Regions from separate parts of the Mus musculus genome. Here region 2 is linked to region 1. The links are chromatin contacts, called in public Hi-C maps. All regions are on one chromosome and are shown on one strand. The core of a region is the stretch at or near the end of the contact, and the rest is flanking DNA. Distances in the headings are between cores, read along the strand shown. Region 1 overlaps Aff3 (AF4/FMR2 family, member 3). Region 2 has its middle 64 kb from the start of Gm34596.

Region 1 (5,671 bases), core at 1,022-3,521:
TCACCTCAAAGGGCAGAATCTCACAAAGGTCCGAGTTGAACGTGACCAGTGGCTCTGCGGATCACATCTCACAGGGGTGTCCATAATGCCCTCCAGAATAAGTTTCAGCTCCACACACTCGGGGGTGCTGTCTACAGACACTTCTGATGGTCTTCCCCACAAAGGTCTGACCTTTGGGGAGCGGTGCCTTTGACATATGTATATGTGAGAAGAGACCACATGCATAAGGAAAGACTACATATGCAGGACGCTGTCAAAGACAGAATCTGACCGTGGCAAAGGCAGCCCTTGGATCTTAATCCTGGAGTGCAGAGTCACTGGGTCTGCAGTGTTTGGTGATCAGATGACAGGCAGGAAGCTGAAGAGAGAGTCTACGCATATCTAATTAATCAAATAACCTCTGTGTCACTTATCTTTGGGCTGGCATTAGAAAATTCCCCTCGTGCCCCCGAATCATATAAATCGCATGGTTTCCTATTCATTAAAGCTGGCTTGGTCTGTGCTGATGTGTCATATTTTGACATGTAACCACAAGGGATGCACAATCAAAATTAAGAAGAGACCTTAGCTGAAATTGGCATGCCCTACTCCAACGAACAATTTATGCCCACACGTGGCCAAAGCTGCATATATCTTCTCCAAATGATGAGTATTAAGCCTGTAGAAATACAGACACCCACAATTCACCTAGCACATTTTGCATGGAACATTTCTTTTAGCTTCCAACTAAACACAGGATATTTACACCACAGAGAGTGCACAGGCTATTATTACACAGAATTACACACAGACTTTCAATACTATTACCATCGTATTTACTGGCTAATCCTGCCGTGTTAATACCATCATGTTCTTCCCGGGCTTTACAGCTCTCCGTGGCTTCCCTCTGCATTTAGAATCAATGTCAAACTCATCATTACCACCTGCCAGGTCCCTACAGTGTCCTGCTGTCCACACCCACTCCTCCCCATCCTGCACCCTCTGCACCCTCTGCACCCGAGCCGACCCTGACCCGCCATAGCTCAGCTGTCTCTGCCACGCTGGCCTTCTCTTTGTTCTTTGTCTCCTGAGCAGCTCTTGTCTCTGCTGTCTCTTTTGTTTCAAAGGCTTTTCACCCAAACCTCCGTGGGGCTCACTTCTCCCATCTCAGGTCAAAAGTCACCCTCCTACTGGGCCTCCCCGGCCACCCCAGTGAACGTTGCTCCCCACCTGCCATCAATCTCTGTCACACCCTCCTCTCCCATCTCATTTTTCTTCACAACACAAATACATTCCAACGGGAAGTGCCCTGCTTTTGAGGATCATCTGGCTACCAAAATGTAAGAACACCATTTGCTGATACTCTTGTTATGCCTGCAGATAGGAGCTTGTTGTCCTCTGAGAGGCTCCACCCAGCAGCTGACTCAGACAGATACACACACCCACTGCCAAACAGTGGGTGGAGCTTGGGGACTCATGGAAGAACAGGAGGAAGGATTGTGGGCCCCTGAAAGAGATAGGAACTCCATAGGAAGACCAACACAATCAACTAACCTGGACCCTTGGGGACTCTCAGAGACTGAACCATCAACCAAAAAACTGGACACACAGGCTGAACCTAGGCTGACTCCCTGCTCATGTGCAGCAGATGTGCAGCTTGGCCTGCACATCATGTGGGTCCTTAACAACTGGAGTGGGGCCATCCCAAAAGCTGTTGCCTGTCTGTCAGATATGTTCTTCTAGCTGGGCTGCCTTGTCTGACCTCAGTGGAGCAGAAGTGTCTAGCCTCGCAAAGACTTGAAGTGCCAGGGTGGGAGGCTATCCAGGGGGGTGCTCCACCTGCTTAGGGGAGAAGGGGGATGGGGGAAGTGGTGGGAGGGGGGAGGTGAGTGGGATGTAAAGTAAATAAGTAAAATAAAATAAAACAAGAACACCATTTGCTTCCACTGCTGTCTAGAGCCAGTACTGACATAGAATGGGAGCACAGTTCACATGTGGCACATGAGTGATTACATGTGACGCAAGCCACAGCACCGGGCATACCCCTGTGGTGGCATCAGATGATTAGAATGCTAATGGACAAACAGGCAAGTGACCCAGAAATGATGGCTACATGATCAGAGCTGGCCAGAGGTATCTGATATGAAGAAAGGAGAAAACCTACTGAGCACAGACCTTCTCTGTGGTTTGTTCATGGTTTGGGTGCTCACCGGTGAGTCTTTTAGGAGTGTGGTGATACTGGAAGGGAGTGCAGCCTGCTGAGGGTGTTTGTATATGTCCTTGGCAGGCCTAAAGTAGAGTGTTCCCCTAGGACTACTCAGTTACTTCTCTTGAGGAGGTGGTAAGACAGCGGAACACCACACACACACACATACACACACACACACACACACACACACACACACACACATACACACACACACACACTCTGGCTTCCTGCCTCACCATGAGACCTCTTACACATGCTCTGTGGCCACATTAGGATCGATCTACCAAGATGTGATCCGGCCAGAGGGCTCTTAGCAGAGCTGGTACCTTACAGTTTGGACTTTCAGCTTCCCAAACTGTGAGTTAAGTAAGTATGTGGCCTCCATGATTGAGTCGGAGCATCAGACATGCTTTAATATGCCTGCTCTAGTGACTCGGAGGTTTGAGACTGAAGAGCCTAAACTCTCACACACACTGCCTGAACCATCACAGCTGCTCGATAAATACCTCTGCATCTCTAAACATGTATATGAAGAATGTGTTTAATGTCATTTTCACTTCCCTAGCTAGTGTTGTGAAGACCACTCCTCTAGATGCCGGTGGTGCTTTCTGGTACAGGATGTATAGATGCTAAAATGAAGGAGGAGAAATCCATCTATGAATACAGGTGGGACAGGACTCTGAGGAATGTTTTGTTAAGTGGGAAGGATTTCATTTAATCCCTAAAAACTTCCAAGGGGCTTTACAAGTGCAAACAGACTTTAGCTCATCCACATTTTTCATGCCCAGAAACTGGGACATTAAAATGCCAGGAACCCTTTCAATATCAGAAGCCTGTGGTCCATGATGGAGAAACCCTCCAATGACCAAGACCAGCTCCCGTGGAGCTGCCAAAGAACCTGATGATTCCATCAAAAGAATGTCAATTTGGCTTCGAAAAAAGTTCTGGCCTCAGCCTTCCACGGAAAGAACAGTTGGGATGATGGTGCGGGCTACATGTCCTCATGGCCTTTGAAGCATCCATCCCTGACAGCTGAACTGTGCTGCTCCCCAGCTGGGAGGCACACCTCTGCTGCACAGAAGGAAGAGGATAGGGAGAACTTGGTACAGCAGATCAAAAACGAAATGATGTTGCAATGTCCAAATGTCAGAGAAATTGGCCCTGGATAAACAAAAGGTCTCAGAGCAAAATGCTAAAACATAAAACTGCCCTTAACCCACGAATGCATACAACAAAGAGCATTGTTTTTACCATCTGATACACCAAGCTGGAGAACTCTCTCCTTAATGGAGAACTTGTAAAAGGGCCCTTCGTGGATACCCACCTCTGAAGACCCCTGCGAACCTGGCCTCTGGAGACTAGAAGTTTGTACCGGTCACTAAGGCTTCTTCTTTCACGTTTTATCTTTAAGGGTGCCCAGTCTCCTTTTCTACATTTGCACTTTACAGAGTAGGCTCATGTTTAAATTCGCTGCCGGGATTATTTTGTCCGTTTCTTTAACCCTGGCCAGACCCCCCAACCCCCCTGAGAGCACATGTGCTCTGGGCTTTCCTAATCAGCAGCTCGCACCTGAGCATGACTCTAGTAATTAGCCCTCGCCTGCCTTCTCGCCAGCATCCTTTCTTCCCATCTGGCCACAGGGCCTGGACCGAACACATCTAGGAGCTGTGACTTCATTCCTTCTCCCTACTCTGCTCTGCCTGGGTCCTCGATTACCATGCCATCGGTGCCTGAAGGGCACAGCTCACATTCCCATCCCACCCTCTCCTGGCACCCAGACTCCTCTCCCAGGGAGCACAGCCCCTGAATGCTCATTGACAGACACTAACACTCTCTAGGTTTGTGCATCCATGAAGATGTTCTGAGTGAGCTAGCTTTCTGTTTCCATCTGCTGCTGTCTGCTAAAAGACATGTATTGGGGGTGGGGAAAGCTCTGAATGGAACAACTAAATGTATTCTGAACTGCGTAGCCCACCCTCCCTCCCTCCCTCCCTCCCTTCAGACCCTGACTTATGGAGCTAAACAGACCTCGAGATCTTTTTCCAAGATGCTTTTTTTTTTAAATCCAAACACCAACACGTAAGTTCACTTGCCTGACCCACTGCAGCAGTCAAAGGATGAAATTATAAAATTCCCTGGGCAGTAAAGGAAAACGCACACTGTCTCACCTCCTCGTCCCCGTGGATGACCCTGGTGCTTGCTGCTTCGCTGGTCACCAGATGATCAGTGTGACATAAAGCTGAGCATTCGATGTAAACAATGAACCTCAGAGGGTGACCTCGGAGCTTTAGTGTGAGAGTAGTTGATAAGTTTACATCGCTTGAAAAATAACCTATAGATGTGCCAGAGAAGAGAAAGCAAACAGAAGCGAGCATCCAAAGGTGTGGCTTTGTACACAGGCGCAGCCGAGGCTGGCCCTTCAGCTGGTCAGACCCTTGCCTTGCACTGTGAAGCAGATGTGAAGAGGCAAGGCAGGAGCCAGCTTCGGGGAACACAGAATAGGACAGCACTCTGCTCAGTGCGAGAGAGCCTCTGGAGCCTGAGGACCCAGAGGATCACTTCCAATCTTATCAACAGAGGCTCATATGCACCTCATTAACTTGGCTATAATGGTGCTGGTTGGAAAGACAGTAAAGGGAGGGAGGGAGGGAGGGAGGGAGGGAGAGGCAAAAGGCAGGAGATGTGGGAAGGGCTACATGAGAAGCCACTGACAGTTGTCTTTATTCCAGGGGCCAGTGTTGTCAGAGACTGGAAGCACCAGAAAGCCCCAGTGGCCGAACACTAGCAGTCACCTCCCACCAGCAACAGCCAGGTTTCTGCTAGAACTCTGCCTCTATGGTTACCTGCAGCCGTGCATGCAACTGTGCCTCCCGCTCTGCCTCTATGGTTACCTGCAGCCGTGCATGCAACTGTGCCTCCCGCTCTGCCTCTATGGTTACCTGCAGCCGTGCATGCAACTGTGCCTCCCACTCTGCCTCTATGGTTACCTGCAGCCATGCATGCAACTGTGCCTCCCACTCTGCCTCTATGGTTACCTGCAGCTGTGCATGCAACTGTGCCTCCTGCTCTGCCTTTATGGTTACCTGCAGCTGTGCATGCAACTGTGCCTCCCACTCTGCCTCTATGGTTACCTGCAGCCGTGCATGCAACTGTGAACTGTTAACAAGCAGAGCAAAGCTCCATTACTGAGCTCCCACCTTATGCTGCCTCTCTGTATTCTAAGAGATAGCATAAGCTCTGTCTTTGAGAGTCTCAATAAATATTCACCATTTTAAGCGAGGTCCTTCAAAATATGCATTCCCTTGGCTTTAAAAGCATCTACCACACAGTGAGCCATGGCTTAGGGCAGGGACCTAAAACCTCTTTTGCATCTGACAAGTGGGAATGAGGTGAGAATCAATGATGCGTGCATGCTGGGTATTGTCTATGCTAAAATAATAATTTAAAAATACACTTGAGCATCTACCTTCTACCAAAAGTCTG
Region 2 (5,671 bases), core at 1,252-3,751, 130 kb after region 1:
TATGTCTACCAGAGGTATAGAGTGAAGCTGAGTTCTGTGGCTGCTGTATCAAGAAAGAAGAAATCACATCAAATCATGCTTGGGTCAAATAGTTAATGCAAAAGCATTCACTCTGGATTCAGTATCTAACGCTGTAGCTTGTGTGCCTGAGGGTGGCATTCTTAATTGGCTAGGACTATCCGAAGGCTGGGCTCCCGAGTTTAAAGCTGAACTGTATGTGTGCTCGGAACTGTTGTACATCTGAATAACCAAGCCATAAGCAGGCCATTGGTGAGAAGGGCCCTAGAATTCTCCAAGAATAATGGCTTTCCTCGGAAGGCCAAGCCATTTACAGGTGTGGCTAATGTCTTTTCTATGTCAGTGGCACCTTGGTATTAAGGAGGCTTTGTGGTTGAATTTATCCTTGAAGATGAGGTAGGTACCTTGATCCTAATCAATGACCCAATCAGCCCTAATCAATAACCAAGACAGGTGTTATCTCGGTGTTTGGAACTCATTATACAAGAGCTGGGTCCCTCGGGAGGCAATAGATGGGTTCCTCTCTAGAATGCTGCTTGATGTACACCACACACACACACACACACACACACACACACACACACACACACATACACTTGAGGTCCATGGTTAGAAAACTAACTTACCATAGTGGGGAATCAAGGTTCCTGAGGTCTCAACAAAAGTCGGTTCATAGCTCAAGAATTTCTCAGTTGAGCTATGTGTGAGGTAACGGGAGTTCCTTCGAGGAAGGATCCACCAAGAGGTACAAAGAGGTGTAGACGGCCATGAGCTGTAGTCAGAGGGACCTCAGGCCATTGTATAGCATCCCCAGATTTCTTAGGAGTTACTAGATTCTCAGCCTAAGCCCTGCCACGTTGAAGTGGGTTACTGATGAGATATAAGTCTGTACGCCGTTCTGTAACACATCCTGAGCCTGTCCTGTGGCTAATCTCCCTCCTACACTGGGTTGGATGATCTGTTCACTCTGAAACTCACACTGAGATTAACTGCCAATCTGATGTTAGTAAAGAGGTTGAACATTCACAAGGTGGTTAGATCATGGGTAGATCAGATGACTCTTTACTTAAATCTCCTGTTGAACCAGTCAGTGGCTCCTGGTCAACATTGAAGAGGACCAGGGATTTAACGGGATGGATGCTGCTGATGTGTGCAGTGGCAGTCTTGTTGATGTGTAGTAGTTGACAATAGATTGGCCTGGTTGCCAAAGAGAATCCCGGGTGACTTCCAGGGGACAGGGAAGGAGCAAGAGGAGTGATACTCTGGACAAATTAAAAACTGGCAAAGGCATCAGTGGCAGACCATGGGAAACTTGGATTTTGCAGGAATAAATCAGGGTCATGCAACCTGTGCAGCTGAGGATCTGACAAGGGGAGTGTGGGGGTGTATATCATGCATAGCTCAAAAAGAAACCTTGCTGTCAGCTTAGGCTTATGACCAGCTGCCAATACAGAGACTATAATACCTGTATGTGTGATAGCGGATCACTGTTACTTGAAATGATGCTAAGAGGTAACAGAAGGATGGAGCTGCAGGATACTCCCATTGTCCCTTAAGCCCATTCTCCGCCTCTCCCTGCTCTGTGTCCTGGGGGCTAGCCTGTGCTGAGCTATAGTGATAGCTGTCCCTGCCTCCTTGCCTTAGAGTTGGCTTGAGCAGTATGGGGAACCTGCAGAGGATGGGATGGTAAGGGGAGAGTAATGTGAAGTATTGATTTGGCCAACACACCAGCATCCCCTCCCTGTGTGCTAATCCATCTTCCATGCCTCCATCTATCTTCCATGAGGCCAGCCTTCTCCAGACCTGTGAACAGGCAGGGTCCTGGCAGGTCACAGGGGATGCATACCAAGTGGGTCGTTAGATGGTTAAGTAAGGAACTAATTTGTTCTAGTTGGGTTCTGTTTGTTTCTCTAAACTGCCCATTACCCATAGTTTTCTTTCCTTTTATATTTTTCCTTTCCTTTCCTTTCCTTTCCTTTCCTTTCCTTTCCTTTCCTTTCCTTTCCTTTCCTTTCCTTTCCTTTCCTTTCCTTTCCTTTCCTTTCCTTTCCTTTCCTTCCCTTCCCTTCCCTTCCCTTCCCTTCCCTTCCCTTCCCTTCCCTTCCCTTCCCTTCCCTTTCCTTTCCTTTCCTTTCCTTTCCTGAAATAAAGCCTCAATATGCTGGCTTCAGACTCTTAGGTACAGTGACCCTCCTAGATAGTGACCCTCTTAGATACAGTCACCCTCCTAGGTACAGTGACCCCAAGTTGCTGGGATGGCACAGGCATCTCCAAGCCTGGCTGCCCATGCTTTTATAAGTAGTTCCTTTACTAAGACACCAACCTACACACTTGCTGTACTCACCCTGTGTCCTGCAATGACCCTACCTAGCACAAACCGTTTTCAACCCCTTTAACAGTTCCACCCCAGTGGAGGTGCCTGGGCTGGTGATAAGGCAGATGTGGGCTGCAGCCACAAAACCTCACCACCCTTTGTATCTGCTTCCTTTCCAGGCAGAGAAGCATCAGTGTAATACAACAGGAACGTCCCCAACCTGCAGCGCCCTGCTTCCCTCCTGCTGTGGCTTCTTTCTGTGGTCTCCTACTTCCTCACGTCCCCTCCACCACCACACCCTGTCCTGTGCCTTGTCTATTACACCGCCACCTAACTTTTTCTACTCCTGTCTTGAGTACCAAAGCTCTCTCCAGCAACCTCAAATCTTTTCCAGTTGCAACAGATGTTGCTCCAGGGGTCAGGGCTTGCCTCCATCACCTGACGAGTCACTTAGCGATGATAATCTCTAAAACCAGAGCCTGTGTGTCCACACAACCAACGTGTCTGATCACCAACTATGTTGTCTCTTCCTTCCATCTCTGGGTGAAATGCCCTGACTTCTATCTAGTCCCACAGACTCTCCATGTAAGTTGCTCCCTTCCACCCAGGTACTCGCTTGCCCAGGGCTGATGGTTTTATAGAAATTTACCCTGGTAAATAAATTGACATGTCAGGAAGTTCCCTGAGGACTCTAAAGCCCCAGACACAAATGCTGATGCTATACTAATGACCAGCATGTAACCAAGAAGTTTAGGTATTTAGAAAAATCTTTTACATAATTGGTATTTGTAATATGATAGCGAAGGAAAGCAGGTATATTTATCTCTTGTGAGTAGCACTTTCTTTTTCTAAATGTTCACTTAGGAAGCCGTGCAAGAGTGATAGAAACATCCTGCTGGGCTCTTTGGGAGGAAGCTGGAGTCCACAGCTCATTAGGGATGTGACACAACATCAGTGGTCAAGCTCAGGATTCAACCTAAGTCCTGGCAGTCAATGGGCAACCTCAGTCCTGGTGGTCAACAGCTCCAGGGACTTTGGGATTCTCTCTGCACTGGTTCACAAAGAGGACACAGAGCAGGCTCAGTGGATAAGAGCACTTGTAGCTTTGCAGAGGACTTGTTGTCAGTTTCCAGACCCACATGGCAGTTTGCAACTTCACTTCCAGGGGTTCTGATACCCTCTTCTGGCCTTTGTGTGTGCACTGCATGAATATGGTTCACAGGCATGCAAGTAAAACGTCCAGATGTATAAAATTTAAACAGCAACAAAAACAAACAAATAAGCAAACAAAAGACTGGATCTCACTATGTAACCCAGGCTGGCCTATAACTTGCTATATAGCTCACACTGTACTATTATTGCCACCTTCCTGTCCCAACCTGCAGAACTGTGGTTACAGGTGCCCCCACCCATGCCCAGAGAAACAGTGTACTATTGCTTTAATTCCTGTAGCTAGAGCTAAAGAAGTGAGTCATCTGATATATTAAAAAAAAAAAAGTCTAAAAAACTTAGTTGTTCGTCTTGCACTGTGATAGCCCAAATGTCCATACTCATGGCTAAAAGTCACATGATCAACTATCCTGATTTTCCTAGGGCTGAAGGTTTCTGAGAACTGGAGATTTTCACAGAAATACTGGGAATGGTCACCTTCATGCCATTTCAATATAATAATAATAATAATAATAATAATAATAATAATAATAATAATAATAATAATTTACCTTGGATTCTTACTGGTTGACGTTCTTTTGGCAACCAACAACCAGGCTGTCTTCTACATTTTGTCCCTGGCAGCAACTCAGGCCACAGTGAAGCCATACCAGGGCCCACATTCCCACATTCCTTTCTCATTAAGTGGTGGCCTTCTTCCCAGGCATTCTGGGATAATTTGCTTTGTTGTTTAATGGGGGGATGTGGGCAGGCTCTTTAACCACCGCAGGTGGGGGGACTCAGGCACAACTCAGGAAGAGTGTGTTCCCAGAGGGGAAAGGAAGAACTCCTCTGCGTGCCTGGACTCTTCCTTCTAGGAGGCCCAGCTCCTCCACACTTCCATTATGATGTCTGTCTGCTCAGGCCTGGAAGAAGAGCTTCCTGCTGGGGAGAGATCATACGGCTTCCTCTGCTGCATGCGCTGCCTCACATCTGTCACACAGTGTGCACAAAGTAGCTTTCAATTCCTAAACTAACTTGAAATTCAATGCCAGCTAGCCCATGCCTTGGATTTCAGCATAGTAATTGGGCCACTGTCCAAGTCTCTAACGTGTGGCATCAGAGCTTTGCCTTGGGCTGTCTTTGTCATTTGGCTTCCTGCCAGCTGCTGTAATCTTTTCTTCACGTGAGTGACTTGGGAGATACACATCAACGCCAGTCTCCGGCGAGATGGTCCTGCCTCAGCTCTATCCACAATCTCATTTCCAGTAACAGCTCAATCATCCAGGGCAGCAGACAGGTCCCGATGGCAGGCGCATCGAGTGTCATCAGACTGGGCAGCAAAGTGAATTGACAAGCGCTGGAGGCCACTCATTTCCTCAGCCTCTGCTGGCACCAGCTAATGATCTGCATCGACATCTGAGCTAAGCCCTGTGAAATAAGGCCTTGCGCAGTGGCTGCTAATTCTAGCCACATCAGCAAAGCGAGCAGGCAGGTGAGCAGCCAGTGAGAAAGACCCTTCTTCTGAATTCAGTTCTTGTTTAAAAAGTGAGTAAAAAAAAATAATTGAGAAAGGAATGAGCCAGGATTTGGAATCATTTGTGTAAAATTCTATTTACATGAAAAGAAGCCGTGTACCAGAATGACGCACTCTAGGGGGTATTACAGACTAAATCATCTCAAGTTCCATCTATGAAACAGAACTCAGCCTCATCTCCTGACACCCCCACACCCCCTCTGTGGTAGAAATCAGTGGTGAAAACCAATTCCTCAGAGGGAAAAAAGATAGAAATATGAAACAAAGTATTGTTTTCTTCTCCTGTCTCTGAAGCACCAGTCCTTCAAAAGAGACATAAAAACATCACTTAAAACCCCAATCCTGATCTATCACAAAACTCTAAGAGTACGATTCTTCCTGGGGGTAAGCTAAAATCGGCTCGGAGGTCCCAGCGTGTAATTATTTTACCATCAAAGTCCAATTGCACTTTCTCACTGTTCGGATCTGTTTGTTTCTCCCTCAGCCATCAGCTGGCTCCCCCCTTACAAAGAGGAGCCTGGAAGGAAATTGAGTCCTTTCTGAGAACTAATAAAAGACCATCTCTCCCACAAGTGGTGTTTGGATTCTGGTTGTCATCATTTGGCTGGAAGAGACTCCAAGAAATGGGAGGGAGATTATTATACAAGAATACA

Evidence for each region. Hi-C and Micro-C count contacts between places; a contact is called where the count stands out from the background.
Region 2: a contact with region 1 is called in a Hi-C map of CD8 T cells, with 2.3 times the contacts expected there. The contact joins two enhancer-like sites. A contact is called at or near these places in 2 of 484 Hi-C or Micro-C datasets (CD8 T cells and nephron progenitors).

Annotation. Positions count from the first base shown.
Region 1 is chr1:38,561,585-38,567,255 of GRCm38.p6, forward strand. The region is part of intron 1 of Aff3 (AF4/FMR2 family, member 3); the gene reads right to left. Among named protein-coding and RNA genes, the nearest start is that of Aff3, 63 kb to the right of the region's middle. Within about 2 kb of position 2,272, at least 21 of the 459 cell types and tissues checked have an H3K27ac peak or open chromatin away from gene starts, as enhancers often do. A contact at or near this core is called in CD8 T cells, where this site is marked.
Region 2 is chr1:38,691,785-38,697,455 of GRCm38.p6, forward strand. No RefSeq gene overlaps it. Among named protein-coding and RNA genes, the nearest start is that of Gm34596, 64 kb to the left of the region's middle. Within about 2 kb of position 2,502, at least 70 of the 459 cell types and tissues checked have an H3K27ac peak or open chromatin away from gene starts, as enhancers often do. A contact at or near this core is called in CD8 T cells, where this site is marked.